Linked DNA regions of Mus musculus: regions 1, 3, 4, 5, 6 and 7 are each linked to region 2. Evidence: chromatin contacts called from public promoter capture Hi-C and targeted proximity ligation data. All regions are on one chromosome and are shown on one strand. The core of a region is the stretch at or near the end of the contact, and the rest is flanking DNA. Distances in the headings are between cores, read along the strand shown.

Evidence for each region. Promoter capture Hi-C pulls out the DNA fragments that hold promoters and counts their contacts. Capture Hi-C pulls out chosen DNA fragments and counts their contacts.
Region 1: a contact with region 2 is called in a targeted proximity ligation map of pancreatic cancer cells. A contact is called at or near these places in 7 of 39 promoter capture datasets (the 3T3-L1 cell line, cranial neural crest, embryonic stem cells and 4 more), 5 of 130 datasets of targeted methods (bone marrow-derived macrophages, extraembryonic endoderm stem cells, large pre-B cells and 1 more) and 2 of 9 other capture datasets (adipose tissue and embryonic stem cells).
Region 3: a contact with region 2 is called in a targeted proximity ligation map of pancreatic cancer cells. A contact is called at or near these places in 1 of 39 promoter capture datasets (pre-B cells) and 2 of 130 datasets of targeted methods (embryonic forebrain and pancreatic cancer cells).
Region 4: a contact with region 2 is called in a promoter capture Hi-C map of liver, with 2.4 times the contacts expected there. A contact is called at or near these places in 4 of 39 promoter capture datasets (cranial neural crest, liver, neutrophils and 1 more), 1 of 484 Hi-C or Micro-C datasets (embryonic stem cells), 4 of 130 datasets of targeted methods (bone marrow-derived macrophages, memory CD8 T cells, neural tube and 1 more) and 2 of 9 other capture datasets (liver and pancreatic islet).
Region 5: a targeted proximity ligation map of pancreatic cancer cells shows a contact between it and region 2. A contact is called at or near these places in 1 of 39 promoter capture datasets (liver) and 1 of 130 datasets of targeted methods (pancreatic cancer cells).
Region 6: a targeted proximity ligation map of extraembryonic endoderm stem cells shows a contact between it and region 2. A contact is called at or near these places in 3 of 39 promoter capture datasets (the 3T3-L1 cell line, the C10 cell line and neutrophils), 1 of 484 Hi-C or Micro-C datasets (B cells), 6 of 130 datasets of targeted methods (bone marrow-derived macrophages, embryonic stem cells, extraembryonic endoderm stem cells and 3 more) and 2 of 9 other capture datasets (embryonic stem cells and liver).
Region 7: a contact with region 2 is called in a promoter capture Hi-C map of cranial neural crest. A contact is called at or near these places in 4 of 39 promoter capture datasets (the C10 cell line, cranial neural crest, liver and 1 more) and 1 of 130 datasets of targeted methods (pancreatic cancer cells).

The regions. Positions count from the first base shown.
Region 1 is chr19:6,968,142-6,971,125 of GRCm38.p6, reverse strand. Plcb3 (phospholipase C, beta 3) reads left to right here and starts at 1,312. Exons shown (of 31, transcript NM_001290349.1): 1 at 1,312-1,579. The coding sequence starts at 1,481. It overlaps Gm52400 (a long non-coding RNA gene), which reads right to left and starts at 2,430. Exons shown (of 3, transcript XR_003952919.1): 1 at 2,282-2,430; 2 at 1,026-1,132.
Region 2 is chr19:6,275,584-6,278,613 of GRCm38.p6, reverse strand. It overlaps Ehd1 (EH-domain containing 1), which reads right to left and starts at 1,718. Exons shown (of 5, transcript NM_010119.5): 1 at 1,236-1,718. The coding sequence starts at 1,639. Gm14963 (predicted gene 14963) reads left to right here and starts at 2,036. Exons shown (of 2, transcript NR_168273.1): 1 at 2,036-2,321.
Region 3 is chr19:5,509,115-5,512,133 of GRCm38.p6, reverse strand. It overlaps Snx32 (sorting nexin 32), which reads left to right and starts at 1,617. Exons shown (of 13, transcript NM_001024560.3): 1 at 1,617-1,801. The coding sequence starts at 1,763. It also overlaps the pseudogene Gm31166.
Region 4 is chr19:5,608,807-5,611,683 of GRCm38.p6, reverse strand. Kat5 (K(lysine) acetyltransferase 5) reads left to right here and starts at 1,590. Exons shown (of 14, transcript NM_178637.2): 1 at 1,590-1,666; 2 at 1,766-1,832; 3 at 2,153-2,221; 4 at 2,312-2,448; 5 at 2,727-2,877. The coding sequence starts at 1,655.
Region 5 is chr19:5,446,226-5,449,447 of GRCm38.p6, reverse strand. It overlaps Fosl1 (fos-like antigen 1), which reads right to left and starts at 1,750. Exons shown (of 4, transcript NM_010235.2): 1 at 1,393-1,750. The coding sequence starts at 1,497.
Region 6 is chr19:6,940,811-6,943,936 of GRCm38.p6, reverse strand. Bad (BCL2-associated agonist of cell death) reads right to left here and starts at 1,375. Exons shown (of 4, transcript NM_001285453.1): 1 at 1,313-1,375; 2 at 891-1,070. The coding sequence starts at 1,062. It overlaps Gpr137 (G protein-coupled receptor 137), which reads left to right and starts at 2,744. Exons shown (of 7, transcript NM_207220.3): 1 at 2,744-3,126. The coding sequence starts at 3,098.
Region 7 is chr19:5,566,562-5,569,540 of GRCm38.p6, reverse strand. Ap5b1 (adaptor-related protein complex 5, beta 1 subunit) reads right to left here and starts at 1,517. Exons shown (of 3, transcript NM_001362046.1): 1 at 1,458-1,517; 2 at 934-1,101; 3 at 1-837. The coding sequence starts at 1,083.

The sequences.
Region 1 (2,984 bases), core at 63-2,562, 690 kb before region 2:
AGAAGGAGGAGGAGGAGGAGAAGGAAGAAGAAGAGGAGGGAGATGACAGGCCTGCACCCCCCCCCCTTTTCTCCTACAGACCAGGGAGCAGAGGCAGGAAGCAGAAAGAGGGGTTAAATCCTCTCAGGAAGCTGTGTGACCTTGGGCAAGTCCCTTCCCCTCTCTGGGCCTCAAGTGGAGATAACAATCACACCACTGCACAAGGCCACAGCCAAAGACAACTAGATTCATTAAGTTTGCCGCCATGATGGCGATTTGGAGGACAGCCAGTGCCAGGCAGGGCTCCTCTGGAGGCCTGAGCGCCTGGGGCAAAGGCGCCGGTAGGGAAGCTCCTCCTTAGCCGACCCTCCTCCCCCAGAGCTAGCTCCAACTCTTTCTGGGTTTCTAGGTGACTTGGCTGGCCCCTCTGGATGAGTTCTACTTTAAACCTGCTGCTGCTGCCTCCTCTGTATTGGGGGGGCTCCCACAGGGGCCCCCAGGCAGGAGCCCCCCCAGCCAAGCCCTGCGGGGGGGGCTACAGCCCCCACCCCGGCCGGTGCCCATGGGTCTGCCCCTTCGGTTCCTCAGATCACTGGAACACAGATTTCAGGGCACCTGCTGTGGGCCAGGAGCTGCACAACCCCTCCTTTGGGGACACCCACGAGGCTTCTGCCACCTCTGGGCAAACAACCATCTTTCACTATGTTCAACTAAGAGGTTCACTGAGACTGGCTCCCGTCACAGGGTCAGCAGCACAAGAACTGCGGCAAGGTTTTCTCTGGAAAACCAGGATGCCTGGGTCCTCAAAGGAGGTGGCAGCTCCAGGCCTCCAGAGCTAGGGACGGGGGAGGGGCGCCTGCCGGCGGGAGGCCCATTAGCCAGCTAAGTGCTCCCTGGGAGGGGGGACTGTGCTGCAGCAGGAGGGGGAGAGGCAAAGTGAGGGCACGCGGGTGGAGTGGGATGGAGAGAGATGGGGTGACGACGTTTCCTGAGCTCATTAAGTGCGGTAGGAGTCGGGTTGAGGACAAGGGTCTGTGTCCCCTAACCTTATTATCTTCGCCTTTTCCACCTGAGTCCTCAACCGGCTGACCTTGGCATGTCTTGAGCGGCTCCAACACCCGTCTTTCCAGGTGCACCCTCAATAGCACTTTATCTAAGACAAAAAAAAGAGAGTCCTACTGAGTCAGCCGGCCAACAAAGACCCCCCCCATTCCATCCATCATCCCTTTGGCTGCAGTCGCCGCCCCAACCGCGAGGGGGCGCCGCCGTGGGTCGGGCGGCACCATAGCGGTGGGAGGGGGCGGCACCGCCCGACGGGGCGGGGCTCTGCGGGGGCGGGGCCGGGCGCCGAGTCTCCGGTCCGTCCGGGACAGACTGGCTGGCGGGCGGGCGCTGACGCCGCGGGGCCAGAGCGGGCCGCGCGGGAGCGTGTGGAGAGAGCAGTGGCACCGTCGGTTCCCGTCGGGGCTCCGTAGGTCCCCGAGCCGCCCCTGGCTTAGCCATGGCGGGCGCGAGGCCCGGCGTCCACGCGCTGCAGCTGGAGCCGCCCACCGTGGTGGAGACCCTGCGGCGCGGGAGTAAGTTCATCAAATGGGACGAGGTAAGTGAGTGGGCTGTCCTCTGCTCTGCCTAGATCGAAGGATTCCTTCAGTCACATTCGACTAGATGAATGCCAGGGACCCCCACTTCAGTGTTGCCTGACCACCTCACCCCCTATTCCAGCCTTGTTGCACTCCGGAAACTTGAGTCCCCTGTTGTCCTGGTAATTGAAGACTTTGTCGTTGTCCCCGCTCTTCTCCCCCGCAAGACAGTAGCTGTGGTCAATTGGGCTCTTCTTGGCATGGAGACTTTGAACCCCTGTAAATCCTGTCCTTCTTCTCACTCTTTTCCACCCTTGCCAACGATGAATATCAAAGTCTCCATGCTGGTTCTTAGTTTTTGGTCTGGTCCCCAGACCCCTGTTCCTGGCACAGGACCCCCATGGGGGCATAGGACATCCTTGCCTTGGGTGGGGTGCCACTGGGATCCTACTCTTCTCAGTGCCTCGCTTGCCTGAGCCATTATAGTCATCCCTTTCCAGCCTGCCCTGGTTGATACCCTTTCGTCCTGCTTCTGGATTCCAGCGAGCTTTCTGTTCAGATGGGAGCACCGAGCCACCCCTTACCGGAGACTTTGTTCCTTTCCAGGTTCCTCCAACTCTGGGAACTTTGCTCCCCACTCCTTAACTTAGTGACTTTGAACCTCAATAAATCCTGGTCCCCACTTTTTATTGCTTTCTCTCAGGTACTTCCCTGATACTCACCTGCGGCTTCTTATCTAGATATCACGTCTCACCCACGTTTCTGTACTGTTCCCTCTCCTACCCCCTGGGCTCCTTGCTCCCTAGGGCCTCAACTCAGGCGGCCTGAGTTTCCTTACTGTTCCTTCCCAGTCGGGCCATAGGCCTGGAAGACGCTGGGTTTCTTTCCGGCAGGGTGGGGCAGGAGTGAGAACTAAGGGGAGGGGCTGGGGGCGTGGCCTTAGCTGCAGGTGTGCTGGGCAAGGGTGGGTACCCCCGGGGCCCCAGGATACCCCTTCCCCCAGGCCAGACTAAAGGGAAAAGTTTCTCCTTTTCCTTGCAGTGTGATAAACCCAAATAAGGAAGTGGAAACAAGGAGAGGGCCTGGGTTGGGGTGGGGGTGCTGAACAAAGTTTGGAACTGAAGAGCCAGAGCCCTGGGTGGCCTTTGGAGGTTAGGCCCCTGAAGATGGTGCCACAGGGGCTACAGGGACAGTACCCACAAGTTTCCCCCTTTCTAGCACTATTGGTGGCTAGCTGGTCAGGCCTAGGGCAAGGTTTGGAATCTCCTGGAGGGGTTGGGACCTGGTGTCCTCTGATTAAGAGTTGAAGGATTATGAGTCCCATGGGTTTAGGGACCTGTGTCCCCAGATCAGCTGCTGTTCTTTTGTAAACCGAGACTGCATGGGTGGGGCTGTGAACCCCTATTCTCCCAAGAGAGAAACTGA
Region 2 (3,030 bases), core at 469-2,968:
TAGTATACAACCCAGGCTGTCAAGCACACACCATTATCATAAAACAAGATAGGCTGAAATTGCCTAGAAGGGACAAAAGGACGTTAAAGATCAGCTCCTTGAAAGGAGGCAGGCCTGGCAGCAAGCTTGCTCTAGAACAAGCTGGCCCGCCCTGTTGGGCCGGACAGTGTCTACAGAGGAATGTGCTCACACAGGGCGGAGACCTGGAAAGCAGGATTCACATTCTTTCCAAGGCTGTTCCCCTAGGCAGAATGCAGAAGTCGAAAGGCATGTAGAGTCACTCCTTGAAAGAGGGAGCAGAGAGGGCAGGGTCTGTGAGTCCTGTCATACCTCCTGTGGGAGGAGTCTGGGATGCCCCAATGCCCTTAAAGATCCTGGGTGTTAAGAGCTCCTCAGGCAGGCCACTGTGATTCATTCATAGCATCCTGAGGGGCTGACTCTAACTCACCGGGAACTGGTTAAGCTGAGACTCCAGGAGACACACGAAGTCTATCCAATCTATCCTAGACTATGGGTCTGGTCATTTCAGGAGCCACAGTGTTACCACCCCCTGAAGTCCCTGAAGTCTCCTGAGGCAACACTGACTTAAGCTTTTTTTGTTTTGTTGTGTTTGAGACAGGGTTGTCTCCTGTACTCCTGGCTGGTTTGGCATTCACGTAAGTGCTGCTTTTAGGAGGGGTGTTGGGACTCCTTCATCCCCTGCCTTCAAAGGGGGCTGCCCCCAAATCAGCAGACCAAAGCATAGCCTCCGCGCCCTTCCTACACAAAACCACTGGTCCCTGGAGATGTGACGCAGAGAGTGACACACTAGCAAAAGGAACATCTAAGTCTCGAGGTTTCCCAGGACACACACTTTAAAAACGGACCCCAGAGGAGGAGGGGGATTCATGAGAATGAGCTGGGTGCCTCCAGAATGAGGAACAAGAAAGGGGGGACAGCAATGGTTCATCTTCTCACAGCAGCCCCCCGCTCTGTGGGAAGTAGGTCTGGGGTCTGCAGGAGGATGTGAGAGTTAAACTGAAAACCTGGAAGGTTCTGGGAATGACAGAAGCCAGAAGAGTGGACGATGCCTAGTCTCTAACTTCTCTCGGGTAGTTAGTGGGACGCAGCAAAGCCGGTGTCCCTGGGAGTGGTCGCCTAGGGTCTGGCGGGGGCTCTCGGAGACAAAGGCCGGCTGGGGGCAATGGCTCCGGAGGCCTTTGGTATCCTCGCGCTGGGGGGCAAGGGGTGGGTACCTGTTGAGGAAGGCGTTGCCGAAGGCGTTGAGCTTGCGGAAGGGGCGCCGCGGGTCCACGACGAGCGCGTTGCCGGGCACCACGCCCTCGGTGGGGCCGTGCATGACCGCGATGAAGGAGTCGGTGGTGGGCTCCGGCCCGATGCGCATCCCCGGGAAGTCCTGCTCGATCAGGTGGCGGATGAAGGTGGTCTTGCCGGTGCTGTACTGGCCGACCAGGAGCACCATCGGCTTGTTGTCGAAGTCAGCGTCCTCCAGCGCGGGCGAGTGGAACTCGTGGAAGCGATAGTGCTCCTCCAGCGGCAGCAGCTTCTGCGCGTACAGCTGCCGCAGCCCCTCGGCCACCGTCTGGAAGAGCTCCGGCTCCTTCTTGCGGCGGGCATCCTTGCTCACCCAGCTGAACATGATGCCGGAGACGGGGCTGGCTGCTACAGGACGGAGCGGTGGCTGAGCGGGACTGGGGCGCGCGGCCGAGGAGGGGCCGGCCGGCCGGCGGAGGGCAGAGGGGCAGGGGGCGGGGCGCTGCCCGCACCGCGCAGGCGCAGGCTCGAGGGCCGGCGTGAGGACCACGACAGCGCCCTCTGCCGAGGGTCGCGCGAACCTCGTCGAGCCGCCCCTTTATAATAAGCCGGAGCCCGGCGTTCCCGCACGCTGGCCGCCGCCTCGAGGCTGGCCCGAGAGGAGGCGGGGGAAGAGCCCTCCAGGCCCCGCCCCATTCGCGTGCCACGTCCTCTTCTGCTTCCCATTAGCTGATTTCAAATATCGCGAGCTCGTGGCTGCGGTGCCTTGGCAACCGCACCTGTTTTGCTCCGCCCCTCGAGGGATGGCTCGTGGAAGTGTGGCGGTCGCGGGTGCCAGAGTCTGGCGTCGAGATGTACTAAGTCTGAGCACCATCTAGCACGTGTGGGCTTCCGGACACCCCCAAGTACTTCAGCTGCGCTCCCCAACTGCAGTGTTTCCGCTGGCTAGGAACTCCCAAAAGCATCGGGAGCCTCACCCTTTGGTCTTTTAGCGACTCTGGAGAGGGACAGGACAGCGGGAATAGGGAAAGCCGAGGGAGTACAGGACACCGGGAAGAGGAATATCGGTAAGGAAGGAGGAAGAGTGCGCTGGGACTCCACTCAGACTGATGGGAGAGGGACACGGCAATGGAAACAATTGACGTGACCTAGCGGGGAGTTTTCACCAAGGCGGTGCCAGCTGCGGAATGGGGTAAAAAGTTGCAGCTTTCTGGCTAGATGAGTTTGGAGGAAGTGAAATCGGAAATACCCTTTGTAAGGAAGAGGGGCAGTGTTGAGCAACAATGAAATGTTGTGGGAACTTAGGGGAAATTAAAAGCCCCAAAATTTCCGCTTTCCTGTCAGGGACACCACCAGTACCATCTCTTGTTCCGTTCTGAGTCCCAACCTGTTTCCAGTTGGTAGCTGTTCCCCACCATCATACCTGGCCACACCTAAGCCCCCTTGGCTGTGTCTGCTGGTGTCTAGTGGGTGATGTCAGAGATTTGGGGACTATGATTGTTAGGTAACTAATATCAGGTCACCCAAGTGGCAGGAGGATCTAAGGGCCATTGGAGAAGTCTAAAAGGCACCGGAGGAGTTGTTTAGCACACAGTTGTGGTCTCAACTGTTTGGAAAGGTTGGAGGATCACTTGAACCCATCGATTTGAGGCCAGCCTCGACAACAGACGCTGTCTTAAAAGAAAAAAAAAAAAAGACAAAATATTTATCGATGAGGCTAAATTCATAGCTTAGTGGTAGAAGCACTTGCTTAGCGTGCACAAGCCAGTAGGGCCC
Region 3 (3,019 bases), core at 368-2,867, 770 kb after region 2:
CCAGTAGATCTTCAGTGGATCTTGAATTTTTATCACCAGTTCTCAGCTTCTCTCCACTGGATCTAAATTTCTCTCTACTCAACTTTGCCTTCTCTCTGATGGACCCCCGCCTCTCTCCACTGTCTGACACCTTCTCTCTGATGGACCCCCGCCTCTCTCCACTGTCTGACACCTTCTCTCTGATGGACCCCCGCCTCTCTCTAGTGTCTGAAATCTTCTCTCTGATGGATCCTCGCCTCTCTCCACTGTCTGACATCTTCTCTCTGATGGATCCTCGCCTCTCTCCACTGTCTGACATCTTCTCTCTGATGGATCCCCGCCTCTCTCCACTGTCTGATACCTTCTCTCTGATGGACCCCCGCCTCTGTCTACTCTCTGTCGCCTTCTCTCTAATGGATCCCCGCTTCTCTTCACTGTCCGTCTTCTCTCTGATAGACCCCCGCCTCTCTCTACTGTCCATTTTCTCTACAACAGACCCCCGCCTCTCTCTACTGTCCATTTTCTCTACAACAGACCCCCGCCTCTCTCTACTGTCCATTTTCTCTACAACAGACCCCCGCCTCTCCCTACTGTCCATTTTTTCAGCAGAAGACCTCCGCTTCTCTCCCCTGCCTACCACCTTGTCTCCAATGGGTACCCGTTTTTTCAAGTTCTCTCCACTAGACTCCAGTTCCTCATTCGGCCTCAGCTGATCCCCTCTGGACCTCAAGTCCCCTCCAGTGGTCCTCAACCTGTCCCTAGATTTCAAGTTTTCCCCACGCTCTGCAGTCATCTCTGCACTCGTAGTTACACCAGCTTTGAGTCTATCCTCCAACTCTCTCCAAATCTCTGGGCTGTCATACTCCAAACTTGCTCGAGCCTGCACCGCCCTTCTTACACTGCTCAGGAGCTTCGCGACCACTGCCTCCTGTTGCAGGCCCGATTTCTCTCTTGAGAACTTCTTCCCGGTGCCCTCCAGCTTCCAGTCCTCAGATTCCAACTTTGGGTTAGACTTTTGCACGTTTCTGTCCAAGAGTTCCACTCTCTTCCCAATCACGATGAGTCCATTCCAGGGTACCCACACCTTCTCTTTCTCTCTCACTTGCGCCTTCTTGCAGTGTGACTTCGGTGGCGATTTCCTTTGGTCCCCCCGAAGAATATGGGCGCGGGGTATCCGGGCCTTATTGCGTCCCCGCGGCTCCTTAAGCTGCTTACTCCGTACTTTCTGGCCCGGGTGTGAAAACTGGAACGGAAGCGCTTTCTCCACAGACATTGCAGCCTGCCCTCGTCCCTAGACCCCCTGACCCACTCGAGTTCCCCATTCCTCCCTACCCAAACCTCCCTCCCAACCCTCGCCCCCCCTCCGGACTCCCCGCCCCGCCCACCGCCTGGTGGCGCCAAGCTGCCCTAGTGCGCATGTGCGCCTCTGCTCGTGCCCGTTAGAAGAAGGCGGGTCCCGGAACGGCCGGATTCGTAGGGGTCCACCTGCGGGACTGACACGTGACCTCTACCCTCAGGCCCTGGCCTATCCTGGTCCGGCTTTCTGGTGCCGCTTAAATGCCCACGTAAGATTGATAGGCCTCAAAGCCAATAGAGGCTCATGTGGTAAAACTGCTGTCTAATCAGAAGGAGCAGCTGTGGGCAATGGGACCCACCCAGGGAGGCCGCAGCTAGTGTCAATGTCAGCTGATAGCATCCCTACAAGGTTCCCTCACCCAAGCTCTTGGAACGCGCAGGCCGTGGCTTGTCGTAGGATTCCTGTATATCCCAGCTAAGGAGCACCATGGAGGAGCAACATCAGGAAGCTGGAAATGAGAGTAAGGTAAAGGAAGGAAATAAAACGTCTTCCTACTCCACCTCACTTCATCATACCATACCAAGCAGGGAGAGAGATCTGAGCACGGGAATGCGGCGCTTCTAAGGCCCCTGCATAGGGCCAGGTTGAGGATGCAAAGATAATCAGGATTTTTGTCCCAGCCTGCATAGATGGAATCCCGCCTCTGCCCCCTCCCCCAAATCAACTCAGTACTGTCGTGATGGGGGAGAACAAGGCAGTCTGCAAGCGACTGAGAAGGGTGAGAGAGTCCTGTTGAGTTTACAGGCTCACCTGTGTATTCGTGCCTATATATTTGTAAGACCATCCATCCATTCTTCGTTTATTCCTCTCAGCCTCAGTCAGCAGTTATTGGGGAGCTTCATTGTTTTGGATTGCATCAACTCTCACTTGAGGTAGGAGTGTAGTGAGCTGGGACAGAGATAGGGGATGGAGCTGCTGTGCTGTGTTCTGAAAGTCACATCTCTGTCAAGCAGAGTGGGTGAGAGTAGAGATAGACATCAAGAAGAAAACCAAGGACAAGGGGTCCTGCTGCAGCAAAGAGCTAGTCTGCCTGTGTTTGAAGGGGGGGAGTGAGGGCAGAAAGCCTGCCTTGGTAGTGTCACACAATCCAAGAAGTGGCATTTGGGATTCAAATGGAATTTGGAGGGCTGGCCATGGCTTTCTGTTTATACATGTTCATATAGAAATGTATATAAATAGCCAGGCATGGTGAGACACACCTTTAATCCTGGAATTTCAGCGGTAGAAGCAGAGGCAGAAACAGGAAGACCTTTATGAGTTCAAGGCCAGCTTGGTCTACATAGAGTGTTATAGGCAAGCCAGGGCTATATAGTGAGATCCTGTCTCAATAGTAAAAGGATGTATATATGTACATATGCCGTGTGTGTGTGTGTGTGTGTGTGTGTGTGTGTGTATGCTTAGAACATGTTTATAAAGTGATTAGAAGCCAGATATAATCCCAGCACTTATGAGGGTGGGGCAGGAGGATAACCACGAGTTTAAGGCCTGCTGGAACTACAGTGTGAGAGTTTGTCATAAATACATAAATTTATTTTTTAAAAGATTTATTTATTTTATGTTTATAAGTATACTGTAGCTGTACTTGTGGTTGTGAGGCATCATGTGGTTTCTGGGAATTGAACTCAGGACTTCTGCTCACTCTGGCCCCGCTTGCTCCGGCCTCACTCGCTCTGATCCAAAGAT
Region 4 (2,877 bases), core at 341-2,840, 670 kb after region 2:
AATAAAATAAAATACATAAATTAAAAAAAAAAAAGCCTCACGGAGCCAAAGCAAGGAAGCAGCAATGGCTCCACCCCTGTGAGGCTGTTGTGAGTAACAGTGGTGATGCTTCAGTTCCTCAGGGGAAGACTGGATGTTCTGAAAGATGGCACAACTCAGAACTCACAAGAGAGAAAAATGCCGTGTGCTGTCATATGCCTGTTGTCATCCTTGTGACAAGTCCCAGGCCAAGCAGGGCTACACAGTGAGACTTCACCTCAGAACAAACAATAACAAAAGGCCTATTGGCTTTTCAGTACTTCTTATGCTGAACATATTTTGCACACAGATCAAATCCAAGTGTTATTATTAATGCTCCTGTGATGAAACCAATCCTTTACTTCTGCACATAAACTCTTCTCAAAGTGGCCAAATGGACCCGAAACCATTTAAACTGGGAACACTTAGAAGTAAGGCTAAAGGGCCCCACTACACCCTTTAGGCATGTTATCAATATCTGTGATAGTTATTTTTGGTTGTCCATTTGACTACATCTGGATTTCACTAAAACCCAAAAATGGAAGAACACATACGTGAACAATTTTGCCTACTCTGAAGTGGGAAAACCCACTGCTTTGTGTTTTTAAGAGGATTTCTCAGTGTAGCCCTGGGTGTCTTGGAACTTGCTCTGTAGACCAGGCCTGCCTCTGCCTCCCCAGTGCTGGCAAGCTGGCTTGGTGGAAGATCCACTTTGAATTCACATCTTTGAGGAGGGAGAACACACCTTTGTTATTCAAACCTATTCTTGTTATTCAAAGTCAGAAGATGCACCTTCTGCTGGAAACTAAAAGAAAGACATGAAACAAGATTTTCCTCCCTGCCACCCCCAGGACAGGGCTTATCTGTGTAACCCCGCTTGTCCTGGAACTGACTCTGTAGACAACGCTGGCCTCAACTCATAGAGCTTCGCCTGCTTCTGCCTCCACTGCCAGCCTGCTTTTACTCTGCCTACTTGCTCTCACTCTCGTTGACAAGTCCGCTCCTTCACTGTCATTAGCGCCTACTTCTTTGGGATTCTGATGTATAATGAAGACCAACTGAGACATCCATTCTTGTTGACTGAATGCCTACTGGAATTTTGAACCTTCCATGTATACAGCCACATATATACTATTTTAAAAATAGAAATCCAGTATTAACGGAAAAATCTTGCTAAGCCCCCAGGCCTGTGCAATCTTATGCAGACACCTGGGTGGATCTCTAAATCCCTTCAGGTCTACTGACTCCCCAGGGTTCAAAACCCCACTCCTTAGCTTCTTACTCAGGGTGACACCTCACACTGCCACTAAGAGGCTCGCCAGAACACTGCCTCTAGACAAAGCCTAAACATGATCTGAGTGACCGGCGTCGCACCCGGTGGGCGTCACGTGACAGACTCGGCGTTCCTCCAATCGCTGTGCGAGGAGCGGGGATTCCATCTAGTACTTGGCCTCAGGTTTACAACGTCCTGCTCTTCCATTCCCCAAACGGGCCGGCTTTTTGCTACCAACCAGCTAGCAGTGATTCTCAAGTGTTTCCCTTTCAAACAGCTTCAAGGGGCTCGGGCCTATAGCGCACTCAGCTCCGGAAGTGACGTCTCCCAGAGGGGCCGGAAGTGGCAGTGGAGGGAGGGAAGATGGCGGAGGTGGTGAGTCCGGTGCCCGGGGCGGGGCGGAGGGAGCCAGGGGAGGTGGGTAGAGCCCGAGGCCCCCCAGTAGCCGACCCTGGCGCCGCGCTGTCTCCCCAGGGGGAGATAATCGAGGGCTGCCGCCTGCCCGTGCTGCGGCGCAACCAGGACAACGAAGATGAGTGGCGTGAGTGACGTCGGGGGGCGGGTCCAAGGAACCTGAGGGCGAGGGGCGGGAGGGAGTCAACGATCGCACGGGAGGGGGAGGGGCTTCTGCAATCCCGGGGCGGTCGCAGATACTCGGGAGGAGGGGCGTGGCTTTTGGACGTACGGAGATGATCCGGGCGGGGCTTGGAGAGAGGTGTCACTTGGTGACTAAAGGGGTCTTGAACCAGCCCCTCTGAGTGCTGGGACACAGGCCTCCAGCCTGGAGGTGGGATTCAGGTCGAAGGGTGGAGTCTCCTGACCTGCCCTGGCTAAGACTCCCTGTCTGTGTGGTTCTCATAGCCCTGGCTGAGATCCTGAGCGTGAAGGACATCAGTGGCCGAAAGCTTTTCTATGTCCATTACATTGACTGTGAGTCCTGGGCCTGGATGGAGTGGGGTTGCTGGAGAGGGTTGAGGGCAGCCTCTGGCATTCCCTCCTGAGCCGTTTTCACTGCTGCAGTCAACAAACGTCTGGATGAATGGGTGACTCACGAGCGGCTGGACTTAAAGAAGATCCAATTTCCCAAGAAAGAGGCCAAGACACCTACCAAGAACGGACTTCCTGGGTCCCGCCCCGGCTCTCCCGAAAGAGAGGTGGTGAGTAGGTCCCCCATTTCATCTTTTCTCTCCTGCCTCTTCCTTCTTGCATCTCTTGGCCTCAGGGGTTCCTGAATGGGCAGGAGGCAGCATTCTTCTGCCATGGCTTCAGCTTGCAAAGGATGGGGACCAAGTTGCAGGCGTAGCTTCCAGAGTCCAGCACTGCCTTGCTTTAGAGAAGGCAGAGGGTGGGATTCCATGCTGAGGGGCCCATCCCCCCCTTCGCCATCCCACCACCATCCCCACCCCAGAGGAAGACCCTGGACCTATCTCTGCAGCCGGCCTCCGCCCAGGCCAGCGGGAAGACCTTGCCAATCCCGGTCCAGATCACACTCCGCTTCAACCTGCCCAAGGAGCGGGAGGCCATCCCAGGTGGCGAGCCTGACCAGCCGCTCTCCTCCAGCTCCTGCCTGCAACCCAACCACCGCT
Region 5 (3,222 bases), core at 501-3,000, 830 kb after region 2:
CAGAGTTTTAATCGGCTTTTGTTTTTGTTTTTTATTTTTTAAGTTTTGAGACAGGATCTCTATTATGTAGCTCTAGCTGACCTGGAAGTCACTTTGTAGACCAAATTGGCTTCAAACTCCCAGAGATCTGCCTGCCTCTGCCTCCTGAATGCTGGGATTAAATGCATGCCTAGCTGTCGACTTAAAAACTTGAAAGTTCAAAATTGATGGGGTTTTTTAAGTCCATGAAATAAAGTGAAGAGAGTAAAAGCCTCCTATAAGGGGTCTGGCATCCTTTCCTTCCTTTTCTTGCAGAAATCTGAGGCATGTGTTGGGATTGAGTGTCGGTGGGGGTGGGGGCTCAGCGTTCTGGGAGAGAAAACTGGGTTCAAGCTCTGTGAGCTAAGGATGTGGGGCCCCTCCAGTCCAGGAAGCACCTCACATGCTTAGGCAAGTCTGGACAGCTATGTCCCCAGCCCAATACTGGGGGACCCAGCATCTCAGTGACCCCCGTTCTGGGCTAGAAGCACTGCCAGGGGCATCTCTCGCTCCCAGGTCGTCGGTCCTTAGGGGCCGTTTGGGGCCAGGAAGGGAGGGGCACCCAGGGTGACTCAGCCTCAGTGACTCGGCCCGCTGTGACTCGGCGAAACGGACGCAGCTCCTTCCCTCCCCTGGCGACACGTGCTCGCGGCCCCTCGACAGGAAATGGACACCTGCAACCTCTCAAGTGCCCCTATCCAGCAGTGAGAGACGTCGGGTGCCGAGAATGTGGAGCGCGAGTGTGGCCGGGCAGGTGACCCCGCGCACATCCCAACACTTCGTGGTCTCCAGGAACCCCTCGGAACCACTGCCTGGGGCCCATGGGCTCTATACTGCGCACAAAGAGATGAGGACTTGACCGGATAAAGGGACACGGACAACCAGAGCAACACACGGACAGCCTCGGACAGGCTGCTAAGAATTCTCTGTCCCGGCTGAGTTCTGATGGACCCCGTCTCTATGTGCCCAGACCCCAGGTCCCAGTTATTAACTGGAGATGGAGAACACCTCTGATCCTGTCCAGGCAGGGATGGGGCAGGTATTTAGAGGGACAGCGTATTAGGGGCAGATAGGAGGAAATGTAAGACCGTAACGGAGACGGAGGGGCAGAAAGACAGTCAGCTAGGGAGATACGGGCGAGCGAGAAGGGGAATTCGCAGATATTCGCGCTTCCCGCTGCGCTCGTCCCCTTGGCCACCGGGTACATAGGTTCCCCGACCACACAGAACGTGCAGGATCCTCGGTCGCGACCACCAGAGTCAGATGCTGCTCGGGGCCCCAGTCCAAATCCCGGAGCAAACTAGACTAATCCCAGCATCCCTGATGCTGTCCAAACTCAGGTCCCCCCCCCCCCGACGATTCGGCCAGTCTCACCTGCTGCTGGGCGGTCTGTGCCTGAGCTTGCGGGGGCTGCGCGGGGCGACCGTACGGGCTGCCAGCCCCGGAGCTCGGTCCCGGTTCCCCGTAGTCTCGGTACATGCCCTGGGCTGGATGTTCGGTAGGGTCCGCGTTGGCGGCTGCGGTTCTGACTCACTCGCGCCTCTCGGAGTCTGGTCTTTTTTATGAATGAAAAGTTCTTGGGCTGAACCACTTGCACCACGGGGGGTGGGGGCGTGTCTCAGCGGCGCCTTTCACCTCGCAGGGGACCCACCTCTCCAGATGAACCTCTGTGGACCGGTCCGCTCGGAACTTCACGACCCTCTGCTCGGGTGGCAAGCCGCCTCTACAGACAGAAAGCGACCGACTTGGCGTCCCCTAGCATCCGCGGCGGCCACGCCCCCCTCTGACGCAGCTGCCCATACATGGTGCAATTTCCTTGCCGCGCCCAGGTGCACCGAGGATTCCCCCTGACGCACCTTGCCGAAGTTGGGGCTTGCAACTGCGCCCCGCCCCGTTCAGACTAGCCAAGGTTCCCAACACAGGGCGAAACAAAATCCTGTGGCCGCCTGGCCTCGCGCCAAGACTTAGAAAGAAGAACGGGGAGAGTGTCTGAAAGCTGGGAAGTGAATTATAAATATGGGTTATTATTATCATCATCATTATTTACCTGGAGAGAATCATTCCAACTGTCACCCAAGTCTGCAGTCCTGACTTAAGACCGCTCCTCTCAAGTGGGGTGAGAAGTTTCTTTAGTTGAGTTTGCTTTGCTTGTGGTTTGTGGAGGGAGGTTGGTTGAGACAGGGTCTCAGGTATCTAGTTGAGGCTGCCCTTGAACTCCTGATCCTTCCGTCACCTCTCAAGTGTTGGACTGTGCCACCATCACACCTGGCTTTTGTAGATAGGGTCTCTTGTTGTGCAGGTTGGCCTTGAACTCCTTATGTAGCTTAGAATAACCTGCTTTCACTTCTCAAGTGGAGGGCAGACATTACAAATGTGCCCCTCCACACCCAGTTTCAACTGTTGTCAAGGTTTTTGATAGACTGAAAGGTTATTGACAAACCAGGGTTATGAAATGTTGTTATATTTGAATACTACGTGAAGTGGCATTTAGTGTACCCACAGATAGAAGGCGCTACATGTTTGAGACCGTCTCTGGAGCTATCACAAGCTTTAATCCAGGCCTCTACAGGCAGAGAGCGCCTACAGAAGGACATAGGTGTCCTGAGACACAGTCAGTAAGGCTTCTTGACTGAAGGTCTGACTGGAGGCACTCCTCCAGTACTATGTGTGTCACCAGCCCACTTTGGAAGTATGTGAAAGGCCTTGATACGGGTGAGGTCCTGACCAGGTGTGCTGAGGAGGTAAATGCCATCATAACCCCCACTTCTCAGATGGGAAAAACTGAGGCTGACAGGTATTGAAATGAGTTGCTCAAGGCCACTGAGTAAGTGGCTGAGTCTGGTGACCAAGTCAGGCCATGAGCTTCAAGCCTTTACATTGTACGTACACGAAGAATGGCAGACTGGGAGAGCATGGGTCCCAAAACTCTTTCTCTGATTTCTTCCATCTCAATGGAGACTGAAGAAACTTGTCCTCAGGGAAGCAGAGGCCTGGGCTGTCTTCATTGGGAACAAAGGCTGGGGTTCTGCTGTTTGGACTCAGGCCTGGAGGCCAGTATATCTCATCATAGAACTATACTTTGTGTCCATGTGACCCGGGGAGGTCTCCTTCCTGAGTCTGGGGTGGGCCTCACTGTTGACCTCACAGGGCTACTATGGGACCAAAGGAGACCACGGATGTGACAGAGCTTTGCTGTTGAAGCAT
Region 6 (3,126 bases), core at 126-2,625, 670 kb before region 2:
TTAGGGTCACCTGCCTGTCCCATCTGGGCAAGAATAGTCGGGCTGAAGGCGAGCCATAGAGTAAGAAAGAACCTACTGAGCTGGGCGGCGGTGGTGCACGCCTTTGATCCCAGCACTTGGGAGGCAGAGACATGAGGATTTCTGAGTTCAAGGCCAGCCTGGTAGTAAATGCTCTGAACCACTGAGCCATTTTTCCAGTCCCCTCCCCCATCCCTTCTTTTAACCTTCAGCTTTCTTCTTCCTTTTTTATTAGTTTTTATTATTATTATTTATTTATTGGTTTTTCTGTAGGAGTGAGTTCCAAGATAGCCAGAGCTACACAGAGAAACCCTGTCTTGAAAAACCAAAAAATAATCATTTTAAAAAAAGAAAGAAAGAAAGAAAGAAAGAAAGAACGAACGAACGAACGGACCTACTGGCCACTTCTTGGGCTGGAGAGATGGCTCAGTGGTTAAGAGCACTGACTCCTCTTCCAGAGGTACTGAGTTCAATTCCCAGCAACCACATGGTGGCTCACAACCATCTGTAATGGGATCTGATGCCCTCTTCTGAAGACAGCTACAGTGTACTCACATACAATAAATAAATGAATAAATAAATAAATAAAGAGAAAAGTCACTTCTTTGGGGCTCTGCTTACCTCCCACTGATCTTGGGGACATAATAAGGGGGTCTGTTTTCAGCATTCAGTGAGTCAGCTTAATCATTAAGGGCATACCATACATCTCTGTGAATTAGCCCAGTGATGGTTTGTAGAAGAAGCAATCTGATGAAAGGAGCTATCTGGGGCTTCCCAAGAATCTTTAGGAAGTATGGCTGCAACAGCAACGTAAGGGGCACCTGAGAGTCAGGGGGCATGGGACAGGCAGATAATGGTAGTGAGGAACCTACCTCCATGATGACTGTTGGTGGCTGCCCGTCCCTGCTGATGAATGTTGCTCCCCAGGAGACCTGGGGCCAGGTAGGGACCTGGCTGGTCCTCAGTGAGGCTAGGGCCCAGGCCCCTATCTGTAGCACTAGCGTCTTCCTGCTCACTCGGCTCAAACTCTGGGATCTGGAACATACTCTGGGCTGTAGAGACAAGGTAAGAAGTACTCACTACACAGCTAGGCAAACAGTGTTTATGAGAAGCAGAGGAGAGGTACTCCTGTCTCCCTCTCCCACCACGGTAGCTCAACTCCCCAAATCTTCCCAATCCCTCATTTGTCTGCTCAGTCTGCCTGGCTGTCGCCCGAATATTAAATCTCTCTTCAGAGCTCTGTCCAGACACTAGTGCGCTCCCCCTGCCCGTTAGGACCGGGAATAGGTCTCACCCCAAGCCCGATCTCGAGGCCCCTGACCCGGGCCTGCCTCCTCCCTCCAGTTCTAAGGGCGCCCGGCCCTAGTTTCCTGGGCGACGAGAACTGTCACAGATCTGACCCAATCAGTTTTCGAAGTAAATCCCGGGTCGGCCTGGAGGCGGGGCCACCCCAAGCCAGGTCCCACCCCTGCGCCGACCTGCTGGTCTCCACCGCCTTCCTCCCGCGTCGCTCCCCAGGCTCCGGATTCCGGGATCGGACTTCCTCAAGCCTAGGGCGTGTGCAGGAGCCAGCGAGGGCTGCTTTGGGGTTCCCATTTGGATCCTGGAGGCCTGCTTCGGCTGATAAGTCCTCCAGCCCTTCTGGGCCCGAATTCCCTCCTGTAAAATGGGGTTAATGACACCTCCCTGGGGAGCTGGTGAAAACTCTGTAAACAGCTTAGTGATTACTTATAGAGCCGTTCACTGAAGCTCGGCCGTCGGATGCAATGGTCGTTGCGATGGTTATTGCTCCCCCTGGACCGAGTGACCGGGATGGGAAGACCAGCTCCTTCTTCCCGATCGTGGAGGCCTTGCACTGCCCGTCTTGGGGACAACCCCCCGCGCCATTTCGGGAGCTCCTTTACGGCAGGATGGCCGCCCGGGTGCGGAAGAAGGGACGGGGCGCCCAGGAAGGCGAGCCGTGGGGCTCCAGGGGCCTCTGCTGCCAGGATAGGTGTGCGTACGCTGCCCCGGGCCGGAGCGCGGGGCCTGCAGACAGAAGCTAGGGGGCGGGGTCCGGGTACCATCTTGGTTGTGGGCGGAAGTTTCCTTCAGTGACCCTGTGCGGGGAAGTCGTTGCCGCCCCCCATATGGGCACGCCGAACGCGATGTGGATTTGGGAATCTAAGCGTGGGAAATGGTAGTCCCCAAACATTAAGAGCTGGCGGTCCATGGCACTGGTAGCCCAGGTGCTTGCTGCGTGCGGCCTGCTCTACTCTCGGCCGCCCGCCGCCATCCGTAACCCGGGACACCCGCCGGCAGCGCACCTTGCGGCGATTCTCGAAGAGATGCACGCCGGGCGCGGCGCATGGCTTCGGAGTCCCTGCCGGTCGCTACGCAGTTTACGTAGCGAACGGACGTCCGCGCAGGCGCAGGAGTGGGGCGGAGCAGAGGGAGCCGGGGAGCTGGAGCCCGGTGTCCCGGCGACCGGATCCCGCTTACCCCGCAGCGGCCTGAGACCTGACATCGACTTCCTCTTATTCACCGGGGCTGAGGGTGGACGCGGTGGGGGAACACGTCTGGAATCTTGAGGACAGAGGAAGAAGCCTCCCAATCCGGATTATTGGAGGGGAAAGAGGAACCAAGCTTGGGGAGGGGGAGAGCGGGGCGTTGGGCGCCCCCGCAGCGGCCGCTGTCCTAAGCTGACGGGCATCGGCCGGCTCTCCCCCTCCTGCCAGCCGGACACGAGCAACCAAGGCCAGGGACTCTGTGCCACTGCATCCTCGCATCTTGGCTCTGGGGCTGGCCCAGGGAGGGACACCCCCAACCCCCATTTCATTTGCCCTGGGTAGGAAAGACCACTTTATACACTCCAGAGTGACGGGTCTAGGGCCCAGGGCCCAGGTTACCCGTGCCCACCCCCACCCCCACCCCCACGCCCGACTCTGCTGAGAAGGAAAGGCCTGACAACCTCAACTTCTTTTTTCCAGAGTTTCCAGGTCTCACCACCTATTGCAGGTCCCACCCCTCCGTATTTATTTCCCTGGCTTCTGGCCAGCCCTCTATCTCTGTCTCCGGGTTTCAGGCCTCCCTCCTTGACATGGAGAGTAACCTGTCTGGTCTGGTGCC
Region 7 (2,979 bases), core at 268-2,767, 710 kb after region 2:
CTTCAGAGACAGAACTGAGTGTAACAGTGTCAGCTGTGCCGTGCCCAGCAGCCGAACCAGCTGTGGCTTGAAAAGCACTGGTGGCTGTCCCCGAAGACCCCGGAGGGCCCAGCCCAACAGCCACAGAAGTTGAGCCTGAGCCACAGGAGTGAGCAGATAGGAAGTGTCCAGAAGCTGGGCCACGGCAGCCTTCAGCTCTCGGGCGTCCTCGGGGCTGGGCTCTAGAACCGGAAAGCCACGCTCCTCCTCCCCAGCTGTGGGCCAGCTGGGCCCCTGGGGCTTAAGATGGGCATCCCATTCCTCAGCCAGGGTCCAGTCCCAGGGACAACTCCCAGTGGAGAAGTCCTCAGCCACCAGCAGGCCTTGCAGGCCAGCCCCAGACCTGGACTGTACCACCAAGGTGTCGTGTAGAACAAGGGCCAGAAGCAGGCTGACAGGCTGGATGGGACCTGTTTGCCCTGGGAGGCTCCGCAGCATCCCCAGGGCGCCGGCCAGCAGCCCAGGCTTACAGCGCTCAAGTTCTCCAAGGCATTCACAGGCTGTGGCCTGTAGATGGCGCTGTTCTGAAGGGGTTCCAAAGCTTCGTCCCAAGTCTCGGCCTGAAGCTAAGCCAAGAAGTAAGGGCAGAAGCCGGCAGGAAGCTCCCGAAGTGGGTCCGAGAGCATCTCCTGACACCAGGGCTGTAGTGGCTGCCAACAACAGGAGCCTCCGGAGAGCTGAAGGTCTTGTGGGCAGGAGGACAAGCGTGTCCAACAGGGAAGTGGCAGCAGCCTCCGCGGCAGGTGCATCAGGCCAAAGTTTATCAGAGTACTCCAAGCTCAGTGTCAGTAAGGAAACCTGAGATGGGGGATTTAAGAGGAACTCGTTGAGTTCAGCATGCGGTAGTATGAAGCAACCATATGGACCACGGCAGGGCACACGGGCAGGACCTACCTTGGTCTGCTCGCTTAGCTTTTCACTCCTTAGGTCACTCAACAGGTCGCGACCCAAATCCTCACCTTCGGCACCTGCCAGAAAGGCGGATGGGCTGGCTCGGAAGGCCCCCAGGCGCTGGGCCCAGGCTTCTCGACCTAGGGGCCCCATGGTCAGTCATCCACTTCTCTGTAAAGGGAAGAGAGCATCAGACACCGAGGCGAGGACGACGCGCAGGCCTTTACGGCCACTAGAGGGCGCCCAGGTCCTCCACCTTCCCGAGGGGCTGCTGTTACCCTAGGGCCGTCTTGCAGACCCCTCCCCGCCCCCCAATGCCTAGGTCCCGAGATGAACTCTGGAGGCTTCGGAGATAATGCCGGAAGCAACAGCCCGGGCCCCTGCAGGATAGGACCCGCAGGATCGGGGTGGGGGTGCCCAGAAGGTGCGTGCGGAGAGCTCATTAAGCCTCCCGCCTACGAAGGGCATCGAAACCACAGCGTCGCTCGCGCCCCTGGCGCCCGTGGTAACGGGTCGGCCTCTCTCACCGCTTGAGTCAGCTGCCGCGGGCGCTCGGTCGGCTCCTTCCGGGCTGGCAGGCTGGCGGCGCGGGCCGGGGCGGGGCGCGGCGCTCGGCGCGTGGGCGGCCGGGACGGGGCGAGCCCGGGGGCGGGGCGTAACGGAGCCTCCGCCTGCCACGCCCGCCAGGCCGGCAGGTGCCGACTCGCCGGTTTCGCCAGGTCTGAGTAACTGTCTCGCCGTGCAGGCCCCCTGCCCCGAAACTGCCGCAGGCACGGGCAGGGGCGGGGTTTGGTGGGCCGGGCTCCCGGTCCGCTCCCCGATGGAACTGCGTTCCCAGGCCCTGGAGCAGAACAGCGGCTTGGGCAGATCGGGAAGGCGGCCAGCGCGTCCCCCAGTCCTCCCGCCCGGGCCCGGTGACTGCGCGCTTGGCCCGGCTGCTTGAATGCGGGTCTTCGGGCGGCCGCTGGGTGGCGCGCGAGGCGCAGTCCCAGGGCAGAGCAGGAAGAGCAAGGCGTGGGTCACTGCGGGACCGGTCGAACCGGCGCCGCAGGGCTTGGCTTGGCGTCCTCAACGCTGACCTGGCGTCGGGGGTGCTGGGGGGGACCACCTCGCTCTGCTTGGAGGCGAGGACCCGGGGCCAGGGTCGCAGCCGGATGGTAGCTGCTGACCTTTGCCCGAAGTCGCACGGATTGCCTACAGGGGTCGGGCGCGCTAGAGTAGAGCGAGCAGGGCGGGACCTTAAGACGCAGCGAAGCCGAAACACAACGGGATCCTGACTCTAGGTGTGCGTGTTGGCGGGGCCTGGAGGGTCACTCAGCTCGTAACACACCTAATATGAACCGAGAAACCAAGGCTTGAGAAGACAACGGCCGGGCTGCCAGACTTCTGGCCAAGTAGTACACACGCTACCTACTAGAGTCCAGAGGACTGTATCTGGGCTTGTTGGCGAGTCCCAGGCTGTGGGTGCTCACTGGCCCGCTAGTTTCAGGGGCTCAGACCTTCTGTCGTCCAAATCTCATACTCACCGTCCTATAAAGCCTCCTGCTAGCCACTTTGAAGATGAAACACCTGAGCCCCCATTGCTAGCCTCTGGCTATTTCTTTGTCTTTGTCCCTTTGGGTGGCCCAAGTTCCTTCCTAGCCCCTTATCCTGACCTGGCTGCAGATGAGAGTGGTGAGGTAGGGTCCTAAAAAGAAGACTGCCTGGGCCCCCAGAACAAGGGTAGAAGAAGAGAGAATGGAGACATGGGGGCGTTGGGGGAGGCACGGGGAGCTAGAAGACCTGGTCTCTGCTCTTCTGGGCTCTGGCTCCACAGCTGACTCACAGGCGACAGCTCTAAACCACTTCCCTCTAGGTGCCTCAGTTTCCCCATCTATAAATTGGGAGTGATGACTCCTGTTTAAGAAGCTTTGGGGTGGGGCGCCCGGCTAATTAGGCCCAAGATGAAAGAGGCCAGGGTGAGAGCAGCCCTGGGCTGGGAAGGCAGGTTGGAGTAGGAGCCTGTCTGGTTGCCCTGTCTGAGGCCCAGAGGGCGCTGATAACTGCAGG